Regions from separate parts of the Mus musculus genome. Here regions 2, 3 and 4 are each linked to region 1. Evidence: chromatin contacts called from public Hi-C and HiChIP or PLAC-seq data. All regions are on one chromosome and are shown on one strand. The core of a region is the stretch at or near the end of the contact, and the rest is flanking DNA. Distances in the headings are between cores, read along the strand shown. Region 1 holds the start of Rbm7 (RNA binding motif protein 7). Region 2 holds the start of A830035O19Rik (RIKEN cDNA A830035O19 gene). Region 3 holds the start of Apoa4 (apolipoprotein A-IV). Region 4 holds the start of 4930448E22Rik (a long non-coding RNA gene).

Region 1 (3,153 bases), core at 420-2,919:
TTAAGTACATAACAGCAGAAATGCAAAAGAAAGCATTTCAAACATGATACTACTTTAAGAAGAAACAGCCAACCTGGCCACAGGAAATAGCAAAATTTAAAGTATTTCCATCATAATTAATTCCCTACTCCCTAATTTTTAAAATATTAGTCTGGTATAGAGTTGACACCTACAAACCCAGCACTTGGGAGGTATACCCAGAGGACCAAGAGTTCAAAGCTACACATGCCTTACACAGTGAGTCTGAAACTAGCCTAGAAATACCCCAAACCCTGATTCAAAAACCAAACGGAATAGTAAAGTGAAAGCAAAAGAAGCCAAAAACCCTCTCCCTATTACCACAATACCGAGCCATTACCTGATCTAAACTGAATTTTGATAGGCCTCCCGAAAAGTTTGATTCCGTTGAGCAGATTCATGGCATAGGGAACAGACACTTCATGTTTGAAGTTCACGAATGCAAACTGCTTCAGTTTGCCATCTTTATCTTTCGGGATTTTCACTTTTATTACCGGCCCAGCCTGCGAAGAAAAATATTCAGAACTTAAAACGAGGCAATTTCAGGAAGACATTTAAATTTCAGAAATAAATGGAAATGCAAGCCTGTCATGGTGGCACATGCCTGTATGGTCAGATGTCAGGAGATGCAGGCAGGAGGACCAGCTCTAAGTCAGCCTCGGAGTTCCAGGGCTACCAAGAAATACTATATGGCTCTCTGCCTCAAATACTATAAAGAAGAGAACACAAGTTTTAAACAAAAGGTACATAATCAAGACCTCATCAAAAACAAAATGTCCAGGCAGGGGCTGGACATCTACTTTCCTTTTAGGAAGAATAATTCTAGTTCCGACTGAAACCGAGATTTGGGGCAAGTTTTTTCGGACATTATTTGTAATATTGACAAAGAATGGGAAGTACAGTATAAAATCTCCATCTCACATGACTGTGTGATGTCCTAACAATGTAACCAACAGCTATCATTTTCCCACTGCATGGAAACGAACATTTACAAGGCAAAGTGGATTATTTTGATTACAAAAACCAAAAACAAAACAAACAAACAAAAAAAAAAAACCTTCCGCACCTATTACTCAAATATAACCAACTATTGAGTCTTAAAGCAAGAAGGTACAGGACTGGTAGATTTAAGCATGCCAGTCCTGCTTTCCTGCGTTATGTTTATGGAGTTTTTAAAACACTTTAACGTCTGCAATTTCACACGGAAGTTAAGCGGATAGACTCGGAAACACATCCTGCACGATGCGGCAAAGGCCAATGAACTCAAATGGGAAGGCACGGTACACAGGAAAGAGGAAAGCAAGTACTGAGGTTCCACCTCGGATCCCTGGACTTTTCCAAGGTGGAGACGCAGATGTCCCCATCATCCGACGTCACTTTCGGCCCGAACGCCGCGGAATTCCGGCTCGGCGCGCTCCGCTCCTTGGCCCGGCCTGTGAATGCCACAGCCGCCCTAGGACCGTGCCCGCCCCTTACCTGGTGGAACAGCTCGAAGAGGAGCTCCTCTGTCACCTTCGTCTCCAGGTTACCCACGAACAGAGTGCGGTCGGCCTCTGCGGCCGCCGCCCCCATCTCCGCGCTGTTCCAGTCCCAGGCCTAGGCTGCCTGCTCAGGGCCGACCGACCCTACTGCGCACCCTCAGAAACACTCACGTCCTCCCGTTCAGACGTCACGACGTAAAGGCCCGCCGTGCGCGAGCGCAGACGAGCTACGCACGCGCGCGGGACAAGCGCCCGTTTCCGGCGGCTGCTCCTTCCGCCGTTGCGTGAAAAATGGCTACTGGGGTTGGTAACGGTTGCGTCTGACGCGGGCTGGAGTGACCTGCGGCGCCGCCGAGGGCCCAGTTTGATCGACATACGTCTAGCAAACACTGCAGGCGGTGTTTGAAGATGGCCCAGAACTCGGTGTCGCTGTCCGCCGGCGATCAAGCCAACAGGATGGCCCACCGATCCTCCCAAGGAGATCTCAACCCGTCGGCCATGGCTTGGGCAATGGTCTCCGGAGATAGCTTCCTGGTTACTAGGCTGGATCCGAATCAGCCGGGACCTCGGCCACCAGCGCGACCCAGCGTTCGGGCCGACAGACGTCGAGTCCCTGTCGGTGGCCGCAGCCGGAGCCGAAGCCGCCAAGGCAGATTCTCGCCTTACCCGATCCCAGGCGTCAAGCTCGACCTCTTAAGAAGTGTGCTGCAGCAGCGTCTGGTTGCACTGGGAACTGCTCTCGCAACCCGAATCTCAGCGTAGAACGAATGCCTCCCCTCACTTAGCTTACAAACAAGGCCTCTCCAAAAATCATGTCTTGGTGTGACGGCAGTTTTATTCTTACGCATTTTCACCGATGTGGGCGGTTAATATAGGCTACCAAAGAAAAGTTTAGCCGGGCATAGTGACACACATTTTTAATCTCAAGACTCGGAAAGCAGGCTCTGAGTTACAGGCTAGCCGTTTGTTACATAGTCGAGGGGCTTAATATCCATCCATGTGGGGCCAAGAAGAGGCCAGGAGGGCTTTTCTTAAGTAGTCACAAAGCTAGGTGACTAGTTGTGAATGATGTAGAGTCTTATAGTGCAGACTTGCCGTGTATTAAGGATGGTCTTGAACTCCCCCTTGCCTGGGCCTCCCAGGTGCTGGTGTTTACAGGCGCGAGCCATACACCAGGCTTGAGTAAGCTGCTCAGTATGGAATCCAGCTGTGTCTGAGTTCTACAATCCTCCCTGATTCTCTGGGGCTTCTAATTTAAGCCTCTCTACCCGTGACTACCCTTGAATTCATGTTGAGGAAAAATGTCCTTTATCACATTGCCATTCCCCACCACCTAACTACACCCCCCTTCTGTTTTGTTTTGTTTTGTTTTAGAAATATCTATAGACTCCCAATCTTTGGGGGTGGAGTGTCTCATTTTGTACCTCTGACTATCTTGAAGTTGACAGACATGACTGCCTCTGCCTCCCAAGTGCTGGGATTAAAGGCATGCTCCACCAGGTCTGGTCAGACTCCAATTTTTTTTTTTTTTTAAAGATTTATTTATTATATGTGAGTACACAGTAGCTGACTTCAGACACACCAGAAGAGGGCACCAGATCCTATTACAGATGGTTGTGAGCCACCATGTGGTTGCTGGGAATTGAACTTAGGA
Region 2 (3,153 bases), core at 202-2,701, 2.5 Mb before region 1:
CCTGACTCCCAAATGCTAGGATCAAAGGCATGTGTGACCACGTCAGGCTGAGGGACCCCATTTTGATAAGGGATTTTACCTGGGGCTGGGCTGCAGTGGTATTAAAAGTAAACAGCTCTCCAGTCCTACAGGGAAGAGAGGAACCCTACAATTACGCTCAGCACTTGGGAAGAAGGCAGAGGCTGTGAGGTCCCCTCTCTCTTACCCTCAATACCTGAGCACAAAATTGTCCACACGGTTGACTCGGAGCTGGTAAGTGGTATTGACGGGTGACAGGGTAGACACGTCCACATAGAAAAACTGGATCTCAGACTCATTCTTGGTGGGGGGCTGACACAGAGTTCGTTCCACTTTTTGGTAGAGGTACTTCCGCTGATATCTATGGTCCAAGACAGAGAAGAGTGTGACTAGTCCCAGCCAGCCTGAGTTCTTCCTATCAGGTCCCCATATTTCCCATTCCCTGGGCTGACAAAGTTACCCTCCTGCCACTGGGCTCAGGGAGAAGGGAGAAAAACAAAAAGGTTCCCCGGGTGAGGGTCCCTGAAAACCTGGCAAGGATGCCCCTCCCTACATCCCCAGGTCTTACTCACAGTCCTCGAAGGATTAGGGGCACCTGGAAGGACACAACAGCCTCCTTCTGGCGGACCACAAACAGCAAAGGCGCCCCTTTCTGCTTGTTCAGGACATTCACAGACACTCGCACACCCTCGGTCTGCAGAGAAGGAGGCATCCTCTTTCAAACTCAGCTCTCTGTTCCTCAGACACATGACTCTACAGACTGCAGGCTGAGCTCTGCCCTGTGCCGTCCATCCTGGCCAGCCAGGACACTGTCTGTGCTTCTCCTTGTGAGGGAACAGGCCAAGTTTCTAGAAATGACTGACACTGTCCGGTCCGAGGCTTGAAGAAGCTCGCTCTTGGAAGAACGGGTATACAGAGCAGCAGAACCCAGGCAACAGCAGGGATATGCAGCGGAGACCTTAGAAGGTTCCAGGATAGCCCACATGCACACACATGTTATAGACACGTGTCTACACACGTCCCTGTGCACACACTGTCACGGGAGATCAAGACGTGCCCTCAAGCCCTCAATCTTCTTCCTCATGAACTAGGAAAGCAGCAAGAAGCTCCGGTTCCACTGCTACTCTGGAGGCCAGAGCCCTGCAGGGAGGGGTGTAGGGAACTGTGTCGAAATACAAGTTGTCTCTCTAGTTCTGACCATGGGCCAAGCTCTGAAGTGACTTTCCATCTGAACCTTGATTCACCCTCTCTAAGAAAATAAAGAAATAACCCACCCTCTCTGCTGCGGACAAAGCTACACAGGACAGTGGGCGTTTAAAAGTGAAGAAATCACAACTGCAGACAACTAGTTACTAGGTTGCTGAAACCAAATCTAGGGGTAACGTTTCCCTGAGGGGTAGGTGCCACTTCCGGGATGATCCTGGAAATGGTACTCAAAAGGGGAGATCAGACTTCAAGGAAATGGATCCTGATGGTTGATCATGGCCTGCCAGAAACCAAACTCCTCTCCCTCCCAAAGAAAGCCTCAGGTGCCTCCTCCTCAACTCCAGTGCTTCCGAGTCAATCCAGATCGGGCCTTGGAGAATGAGCAAGAGAGCTAGGCAGGCCACACAGCCAGGCAGCAAGAATCTCCCAGGCTGTGCTCTGCCTGGGCCCAGCTCTGCCAGCCTTCTTTCTACTTTCACTACTGGGAAGAAATGAGTAAGAAGTCGGAGATAGTTCTGTCTTAGAAACAAACTCCCTTTTCTCTTGCCACTCAGCCTTCGAGGGCCTTATCTTGTCACCTTCAACTTACAAGGCCAGCTGGCTTTCTGAGGCAAGGAGGTCTGTCTCCTTCACCTCCCTGTGACCGAGCTCTTTCAATTCTAAGTTGGCCCCATCTGGAGTTGTCTGAGCCACGCAAGGCTGGGAGCCTGTTTTCCCCTCACCCCGACCTCACAGACTGAGAGCTAGATTGAGAGCCAGGTCACAGAGCAGACCAGACCGGTCCTGATCACAGCTGGTGGCAGGGAACTTCCCAAGCTGCCCCGCTGGAGCTGCCCGGGAATGCTGGTGGAAACCAGGTCTTGGCAGGGGGAGGGCGGCTCAAAGGCTGGCGGAGAGGAAAGGGGCAGCATCAAGTCCAGGCCGGGCGCCCACCCGCTCGGCCGCCCGTGGAGTCCCGCGCTCACCCGGTTGCGGGTCACGGTGTGGTTGAAGGTGTAGATGTTGACCAGCTCGCTGTTGACGTCGTCCGCGTAGGTGCGCTCAAACTCCGCGTCTTTCTGCGAGACGTTCTTGGGCCCCAGGGCCCCCAGGTGGCTCTCGACGGAGGCCACCAAGAGCACGCACAAGGGCAGACGCCAGGCGATCATGGCCCGGGACGGCGGGGATTGGCGACGGGACGGCGACCGGGCGCGTTGCGGCTGCCGCAGCAGCTTCCAGCATCTCACCGGGACCAGAACTTTAACCCCGGCCTCAGATAGGACGCGTCCCCTCCCTGGAGCCGCTCCTGGGCCTCGCGCGGATCCCGGCTCGCGAGGGCGGCACCGCGACCCGCTACCCCAGCCCGGCCCAGCCCGGCCCAGCCCGGCTGGAGACCCGGCGTCCGCTCGCGCCCGGAGAGCCGAGGCGGCGGTGGCCCTGGCCCGAAGGCTTCCCGGACGCGGGCCCTTTAAGGGCGGCGGACGCGGCGCAGAACTCGGAGCTACCAGGAGCTGCGCCGCGGTAAACAGCGGGCTGTGCCCGCCCGCTTACGTCATGGGAAACCGACGCGGATTTAAAGGGCCAGGCTGCCTCTACTTCCCACGCAGCCGTCGCCGCCTCCTTCCTTCGCTGTCCTGTGAGCGTCTGGAGTTGGGTTTTTCACGAAGGATCACTAAGTATTGGATTCTTGCTTTTGTGGTCCGCGTTTTTTTGGCTTTTTGAGACGGCTCACATAACTCAGGCTGGTCTGGAACTGGTCGTGTAAGTTTGGAGAGTCTTGAACGCCTGATCCTCCTCCCACCTCTACTGCTGGGTGTTGGCATTGCTGGCAAGATTCACAGAGCCCAGTAAGTGCAGGGTCTTGCTGACAGATGATTTCTTTGCTCAAGACAGGAATTGTGCTCCAAAATCATTACCCCAGCATCATTCTTTTTCCCTCATTGGCTCATA
Region 3 (3,153 bases), core at 488-2,987, 2.3 Mb before region 1:
CATAGCTAATATTCAACGAGGAACCTAAGGGGAGCCAGACTATCTCACAGAATCTTCACAACGAAGACTCATCCAAGACCACACAGCACAGACTGTGTGGGATCCACGTGCAAACACAGGGAGTCGACTCCAGAGCCTGAACTCAGAAAACATTGAAAGACCACCAAGATGACTCAGTGAACAAAGTCACCCAGCCTGATGACATCAGTTAAAACCCTAGAACCCAAATGGTAGGATGAGAGAACAAACCTCTCCAGTTCTCATCTGACCTCTATACATGTATTGTGATGTATACATACTCACCCCTACCAAATATTAGTAAATAAATAACATTATCACTATCATCATTATTTTTGTTTGTTTTGTTTTGTTTTGTTTTGTTTTGTTTTGTTTTGTTTTGTTTTGAGACAGGGTTTCTCTATGTAGCCCTAGCTTCCTGGAACTCACTTTGTAGACTATGCTGTCCTTGAACTCACAAAGATCCACCAATCTCCACCTCGTGTGTGCTGGGATTAAAGGCATGTGCCATCACACCTGGCATAAATTAATTTTCTTAAACTCACTAAGCATGGCTGTGCTAGGAAGGAATGAGCTCGGGGAAGCTCGAGCCCTGTGGGGAGCCATGCAGTGCAGTGGGGCCCAGCAGAGGAGCACAGGTATCCAGCTGTCTTCAGTCCCATGAGACAAGCTAATCTGGACACATTTTAAAAAATGGATGGCAACACAGCAAATCAGACTGGGCACAATCGTGGTCTATTCTAATGGCTGTCATTTCACAAATGCTGTCTTGTGGATGGCAGTCAATGGGACAGTATGATGGATGCCCTCATCTAGTCCCTGGTGTGGTCCACTGAGGCTCCACACTGACCACAGCCTGGCATCTTGCCTGTGGATATCTGCTGCAATTGTATGTGTGGACACATGTGGAGTCTCAGTAGGAGACCTCAAAAAACTCACTTTCCACAGCAGTGTCTGTCACCTTCTGTGGGGGGGGGGGGGGTGGGAAGAGAGAGAGAGGGAGAGAGGGAGAGAGAGAGGGAGAGAGAGAGAGGAGTCACTCTGCATGGCTCTTGCATATGGCTGAGAACAGTGGGGCAGCAATCAAGCCTTAGCCAGCCCTGCTCTCTCACTGTTGCCTCTAGCCCACTTGGTGACCCTCTGAGGGAAAGGGTGGCTCTCCCTCTGCCACTGTCAGGAGAGGATCAGGTTCTCTCCTTCCTTCCTGTGCTGATGCACACAGAAAATCATTGTCATTAATTTCAGCCCTTACTCTGGGCTAAGCTCCCTGCAGCCATCTCACAAGTACCACCTAATTTAATGTAACAAACTACACATTGTTCAAAAGAGAAACTTGAAGCTTCATGATAACTGGACGGAGGTGAGCCAGCTTGACAGTCATGAGATACAAAGCCCACTATGATTAACTCCTTTGATCCTGGGTTCTGATCCTCTCCTGACCAAGGGTATCACAGACACCTCAACTGAGGCTCACTGTCTGCTGCAGCCCTATGCCATCTCTGGGCCTGGTACCATCTCTGTAGCTGATGTTCTGAGACAAAGTTCAGGTTGGTGGCAGCTGTCAGACTGGTGGCTGTCTCACTGGGGTGGAAAGAGGAGACCTGGACCTTGTTCTCTCAGACTGGCACAGACCCAGGGCTGCCAACCGGGCCTCTGGGGCCTCAGTTCTGTTCAGGGACTCCCCTAGACTCCCAGGCTCATTCCTCCTGAAGTTTCTGGCTATCCTTCCCAGCCTCTTGGACAGGGTGGAGCCAACTCAAGAAGACTGCTTCCCTCTGCTGCCTGTGTGCTGTCAGCTTCCACGTTGTCTTAGGGCCACTAAAGTCCAAGAGGCCTCCTGGGAGTGTGTCACCTTCCAACGTGGAGTCACACTGGGGAGGAGGCGGGGAGAGAGGGCTGGAGGGGCTTTAAATGAGTGGCTGGCCTTGCCTGCAGTCAATCTGCACAGGGACACAGGTACACCGTTTCTTCTGACTCCGGGAAACATCCAGTGTAGCCGAAACTGTCCCAGCCCAGTGAGGAGCCCAGGATGTTCCTGAAGGCTGCGGTGCTGACCCTGGCCCTGGTGGCCATCACCGGTGAGTAGACACTGCACCTGGGAGGCAGCAAGAAAAGCCAGCTCTAGAACTGGCGGACAGCTCGGGGTGGCCTTGTATTTGCCCAGCAGCTCATAGGAGAACAGGCCTTTGTTCTCCCTGGCACTTGTGCTCCCTGGGTTATCCCAGGGATGGGGCAATGGTTTGGGTTATCCAAACTCCAACATTATCCAGCTCAGAGCTGAGGCAGAGGGGCCAGGAGAGAGATGATCCTCATAAAGTTGCCTTCTGCTCTCTCTCTGCCCAGGCACCCGGGCTGAGGTCACTTCGGACCAGGTGGCCAATGTGGTGTGGGATTACTTTACCCAGCTAAGCAACAATGCCAAGGAGGCTGTAGAACAGTTTCAGAAGACGGATGTCACTCAGCAGCTCAGGTAAGTGCGATCAGTCTACAAGGCGAGGCTTGAAGCCCATAGCTGACCTCAGAGGTGGGACACTGGCTCCTGGAGTTCTTCTGTTCTCACTAAAGGAGTCTTGCCTCCCTGGACCTAGATTGTCCCTGTAAACAGGAAAGCTGGACCCAGGGATCCATCCCTATAGTTCCTTCCTATCTGCATGTGCTAGAGTTTGGTAAATAGCCAAATCCCATCACAAACTCTTAGCAGGAAGAGGAAAGAGACGTGTCCTGTAAGGACATGAGGTTCTGGGCAAACAGGGGAAGGAGGGCTGGTATTTTGGGGGACCCACTGAGCACATGCAAGGACATCAGACCCTGTGCCACTGGAAGACATGTGTTGCACAATGTGACCCTGGGAGGGGAGTGATGCCAAAGTCCAGCCCCATTCTTTATCCACAGGTAAGGAAAGCAAACTTCTCAAGTCACATGGTGGGCAGATAAGGATGCAGAGGCTCAGCAGAAGCCTTGCAGATAAAACTCCAAAGTCAAACTAATCCTAGGAGATTTCCTGAAAGCATGACCTACCCCAGGGGAGGGTCAAAGGGACAAGACGGAGGTCTCTGTTCCCATGGACACACTCCTGACCTAAGCAGGTGTATAGAGCTGAGTGTTCTACAAGCGTATCTAATGGTGCTTCCTTGT
Region 4 (3,153 bases), core at 422-2,921, 2.2 Mb before region 1:
CACGGTCACCTCCCTGTCCTTCTCCAGTCAGTGCCCGCACCCCTCTCCTCTCCCATCCTCTGACTCCTTCCACGGCCTCTTACCCCTCCAGGCAAGAGGAACTCTCGCTAGAGAGCCATGTAAAAATAGATGTATTTCTGGATACTCAGCGAGCCTGAAAAACGGCTGAGGCAGAGTCTGCTCCGCTGACAGAAGATCTATGTGCCGAATTCCTCTTCAAAATCTATTTCTCCGGAGATTTATTTTTGCAGGGCTCTGGCGAGCCAGGGGAAGTTCACAGCACCAGGGCACTGCGCGGCCGCTGCTTCCCGCCTGCGCCGGACCTCCTTCCTGGTGACTGTTTCCTGGAGTGAGCAGTGATCGAATTAGGAGGCTGCTGATAGGCCCGGTCAGGAGCTGAAAAGTCAGGGCTGAAATGCAAGAGAGATTTGAATGGCAAAAAGGTCATTCTCTTGCCGTACCCTGGCGGGGTCGGAAGCCTGTGAGACACAGCACGACACCCATCCCTGCGGCTGGGAAAATAAGTGATGGCTATATTTATGTCTCCATCTAAATGCATGGATCAAAGCAGACACTTTAATCTATTCAACAACAGCCGGAGGATTAAAAAGTTGCAGGCAAATCACACTCTTAAATTGGTAATATATTTTTGCTTGTCACTTCACAAATCATTTTACAGAGTGACTCCAGGCCTGATGGGAGATCTGAGGACTTGAACTTAGCTCATGAATCTGGAGAGACTCAGCCCCCTCCCAGCTGTGGCAGGAATCACCTCGTTTGCTCGACTTTCCTGGGCTCCGGCTGCAGTGGATTAACGTGGGGGTCATCGGGCTCAGGGTCACCCTGACAAATCTCTCCTTTTTAAAAGACTTAATTTACTTTTAATTAATGTGTACTGCGTATCGGTGTGGGTTCACAATATGCATGCAGTTTCTAACGGAGGCCAGAAGAGGGCATCCGATTCTTTGAGGCGGGAGTTACAGGCATTTTCATGCGGGGGTGGGGGTGGGGGTGGGGGTGGGGGAGGGGCATGTGGTTATAGGGAATTGAACTCATGTCCTCTGGAAGAGCAGCAACCACTCAACTACTAAGCAATCTTTCTGTCCTTAGACAAGTGCATCTCAGTTCACCCCCGTTATGACAGAGAAGCTGGGCGACACCGTTGCCCTCTCTTTTACGGTCAGGAGACAAGACAGGTGGCTTGCCCAGGCCATCGTACGTAACATGTGGGAGTGGGTGCAAAGCCAGCGGTTTGGACTCTAAGAACAGCGGCACTAGTTCCAGCCCTTCTGCTGGAGCAGCTGGGAGAGAGCGCACGAATCCTTCTCTCTCCTCGAGAGCCCAGGCAGGGTAGCAGAGAGGAGCTAAGTCTCTTTGTCCCAGGTCCTTTGCTCCCCAGCTTCATCTGTCAAATGGGGGGTACTGAGGAGCCACCTCCTGGGGTGAGCGATGAGATGTCGAGGGAGCGTCTTAGCACACTCCTTGACACAAACTAAGAACTCAAATTTGCACTGAACTCTGAAACTCAAGGTGGAGGGAGAGGAGCTCACAGCAGGACTTCTGGCGGGTGGGGGAGGAGCTTAACCATTCCGTCAGAGAGTAAGTTACCCTCTTCAGCAGACTGGGCTGTGAGAAGAGTTGACCTACACAGCCTAGCTGCTTTTCTCCTTGCTCGGTCATGGGATCAGTTGATTGTGACGGCTACAAAAATACTGCACAAACGCAACTTAGGAAAGGAAGGGTGTGTTTTAGCTCAGGGTGCTAGGGGAGACAGTCCTTCCCTAGTGGGAAAGTCACACCAGCACGGACAGAAGAAGCCAACGTTCACGCTGTGTCTCTAGTTAAGAAGTAGAAAGAGATGAAAGCATGTGCTCACTCATGTTCTCCTTTTTATTCAATCCCAGAAAGCATATCACAGAATGGCCCCAGCCCATGGAAGGACCCCAGCCATGGAAGGACCCCAGCCCATGGAAGGACCCCAGCCATGGAAGGACCCCAGCCATGGAAGGACCCCAGCCATGGAAGGACCCCAGCCATGGAAGGACCCCAGCCCATGGAATGACTCCAGTCCATGGGAGGACCCCAGCCCATGGGAGGACCCCAGCCCATGGAAGGACCCCAGCCCATGGAATGACCCCAGCCCATGGAATGACCTCAGCCCATGGAAGGACCCCAGCCATGGAAGGACCCCAGCCCATGGAAGGACCCCAGCCCATGGAAGGACCCCAGCCATGGAAGGACCCCAGCCATGGAAGGACCCCAGCCCATGGAAGGACCCCAGCCCATGGAATGACTCCAGCCCATGGGAGGACCCCAGCCATGGGAGGACCCCAGCCAATGGAAGGACCCCAGCCCATGGAATGACCCCAGCCCATGGAATGACCCCAGCCCATGGAAGGACCTCAGGCCATGGAGTGACCCCAGCCCATGGAAGGAATGGTGTTGCCCACACTTAGGCTGGGTCTTCCAACTCCCTTAACCTAATGTAGATAATCCCTCACTGATGTGACCAGAGATTTGTTTCCATGGTGATTCTAAAGCCCATCGAGTAGACAATCAAGATTAGCCACCACAGTCTCTGAGGACAAGATGCCTGCATGCAGAAGTGTCTCTCCCTATGCCATCTAAGATGGCTGCCAGATAACTGTGAACTTAATTATAATGTCATCCCCACACTAAACGACATACTCCAGTGTCTTGACAGTTGACAATTGCTGTGATGACAACTAGAAAGAACCATCCAAGGAGCCAAAGGAGGTGGCCCCAGAATTCCTGGGAAAGCTCTATCCACTCCCAGAAGACACACACAATTCCCTCCATTACCAGCCTGTTGCTCACCCTCATTTTGTCTTACCTGGAGCTATAACTTCTGGATCCCCAGCATCTAGAGCAGTTGATTTTAGAGCATATTGCCTGCTTCTCCTGCTCTTGACCAAGAGTTAGTCTCCTTTGGTCTCATGCTTGGTCTTTTTTTTTTATGATAATTTTTTTAATTAGGTATTTTCCTCATTTACATTTCCAATGCTATCCCAAAAGTCCCCCATACCCCTCCCCCCACTCCCCTACCCACCCACTCCCACTTTTTGGCCCTGGTGTTCCCCTGTACTGGGGCATATAAAGTTTGCATGACCAATGGGCCTCTTTTTCCAGTGA

What was found. A called contact is a pair of places that touch in the nucleus more often than the background predicts. HiChIP or PLAC-seq counts read pairs in DNA pulled down with a chosen protein or histone mark.
Region 2: a contact with region 1 is called in a Hi-C map of B cells, with 5 read pairs. The contact joins the promoter of A830035O19Rik here to the promoter of Rbm7 in region 1. A contact is called at or near these places in 3 of 39 promoter capture datasets (hippocampal neurons, liver and pre-B cells), 1 of 484 Hi-C or Micro-C datasets (B cells) and 1 of 9 other capture datasets (liver).
Region 3: an H3K4me3 HiChIP or PLAC-seq map of forebrain shows a contact between it and region 1, with 8 times the contacts expected there. The contact joins the promoter of Apoa4 here to the promoter of Rbm7 in region 1. A contact is called at or near these places in 1 of 39 promoter capture datasets (hippocampal neurons) and 2 of 115 datasets of contacts at active chromatin or transcription factors (astrocytes and forebrain).
Region 4: an H3K4me3 HiChIP or PLAC-seq map of embryonic forebrain shows a contact between it and region 1, with 8 times the contacts expected there. The contact joins the promoter of 4930448E22Rik here to the promoter of Rbm7 in region 1. A contact is called at or near these places in 6 of 39 promoter capture datasets (the 3T3-L1 cell line, cranial neural crest, hippocampal neurons and 1 more) and 5 of 115 datasets of contacts at active chromatin or transcription factors (astrocytes, embryonic forebrain, embryonic stem cells and 2 more).

The regions. Positions count from the first base shown.
Region 1 is chr9:48,493,661-48,496,813 of GRCm38.p6, forward strand. Rbm7 (RNA binding motif protein 7) reads right to left here and starts at 1,670. Exons shown (of 5, transcript NM_144948.5): 1 at 1,495-1,670; 2 at 359-521. The coding sequence starts at 1,590. Gm5617 (predicted gene 5617) reads left to right here and starts at 1,683. Exons shown (of 1, transcript NM_001004191.3): 1 at 1,683-2,315. The coding sequence starts at 1,908. The coding sequence ends at 2,261.
Region 2 is chr9:45,952,535-45,955,687 of GRCm38.p6, forward strand. A830035O19Rik (RIKEN cDNA A830035O19 gene) reads left to right here and starts at 1,452. Exons shown (of 1, transcript NR_152206.1): 1 at 1,452-3,153. It overlaps Sidt2 (SID1 transmembrane family, member 2), which reads right to left and starts at 2,715. Exons shown (of 26, transcript NM_172257.4): 1 at 2,190-2,715; 2 at 591-712; 3 at 215-379; 4 at 80-125. The coding sequence starts at 2,372.
Region 3 is chr9:46,239,107-46,242,259 of GRCm38.p6, forward strand. Apoa4 (apolipoprotein A-IV) reads left to right here and starts at 1,738. Exons shown (of 3, transcript NM_007468.2): 1 at 1,738-2,096; 2 at 2,362-2,488. The coding sequence starts at 2,048.
Region 4 is chr9:46,329,122-46,332,274 of GRCm38.p6, forward strand. 4930448E22Rik (a long non-coding RNA gene) reads right to left here and starts at 1,672. Exons shown (of 4, transcript XR_379345.4): 1 at 1,609-1,672; 2 at 1-410. It overlaps Gm39329 (a long non-coding RNA gene), which reads left to right. Exons shown (of 2, transcript XR_870704.3): 1 at 1-638; 2 at 1,905-2,514.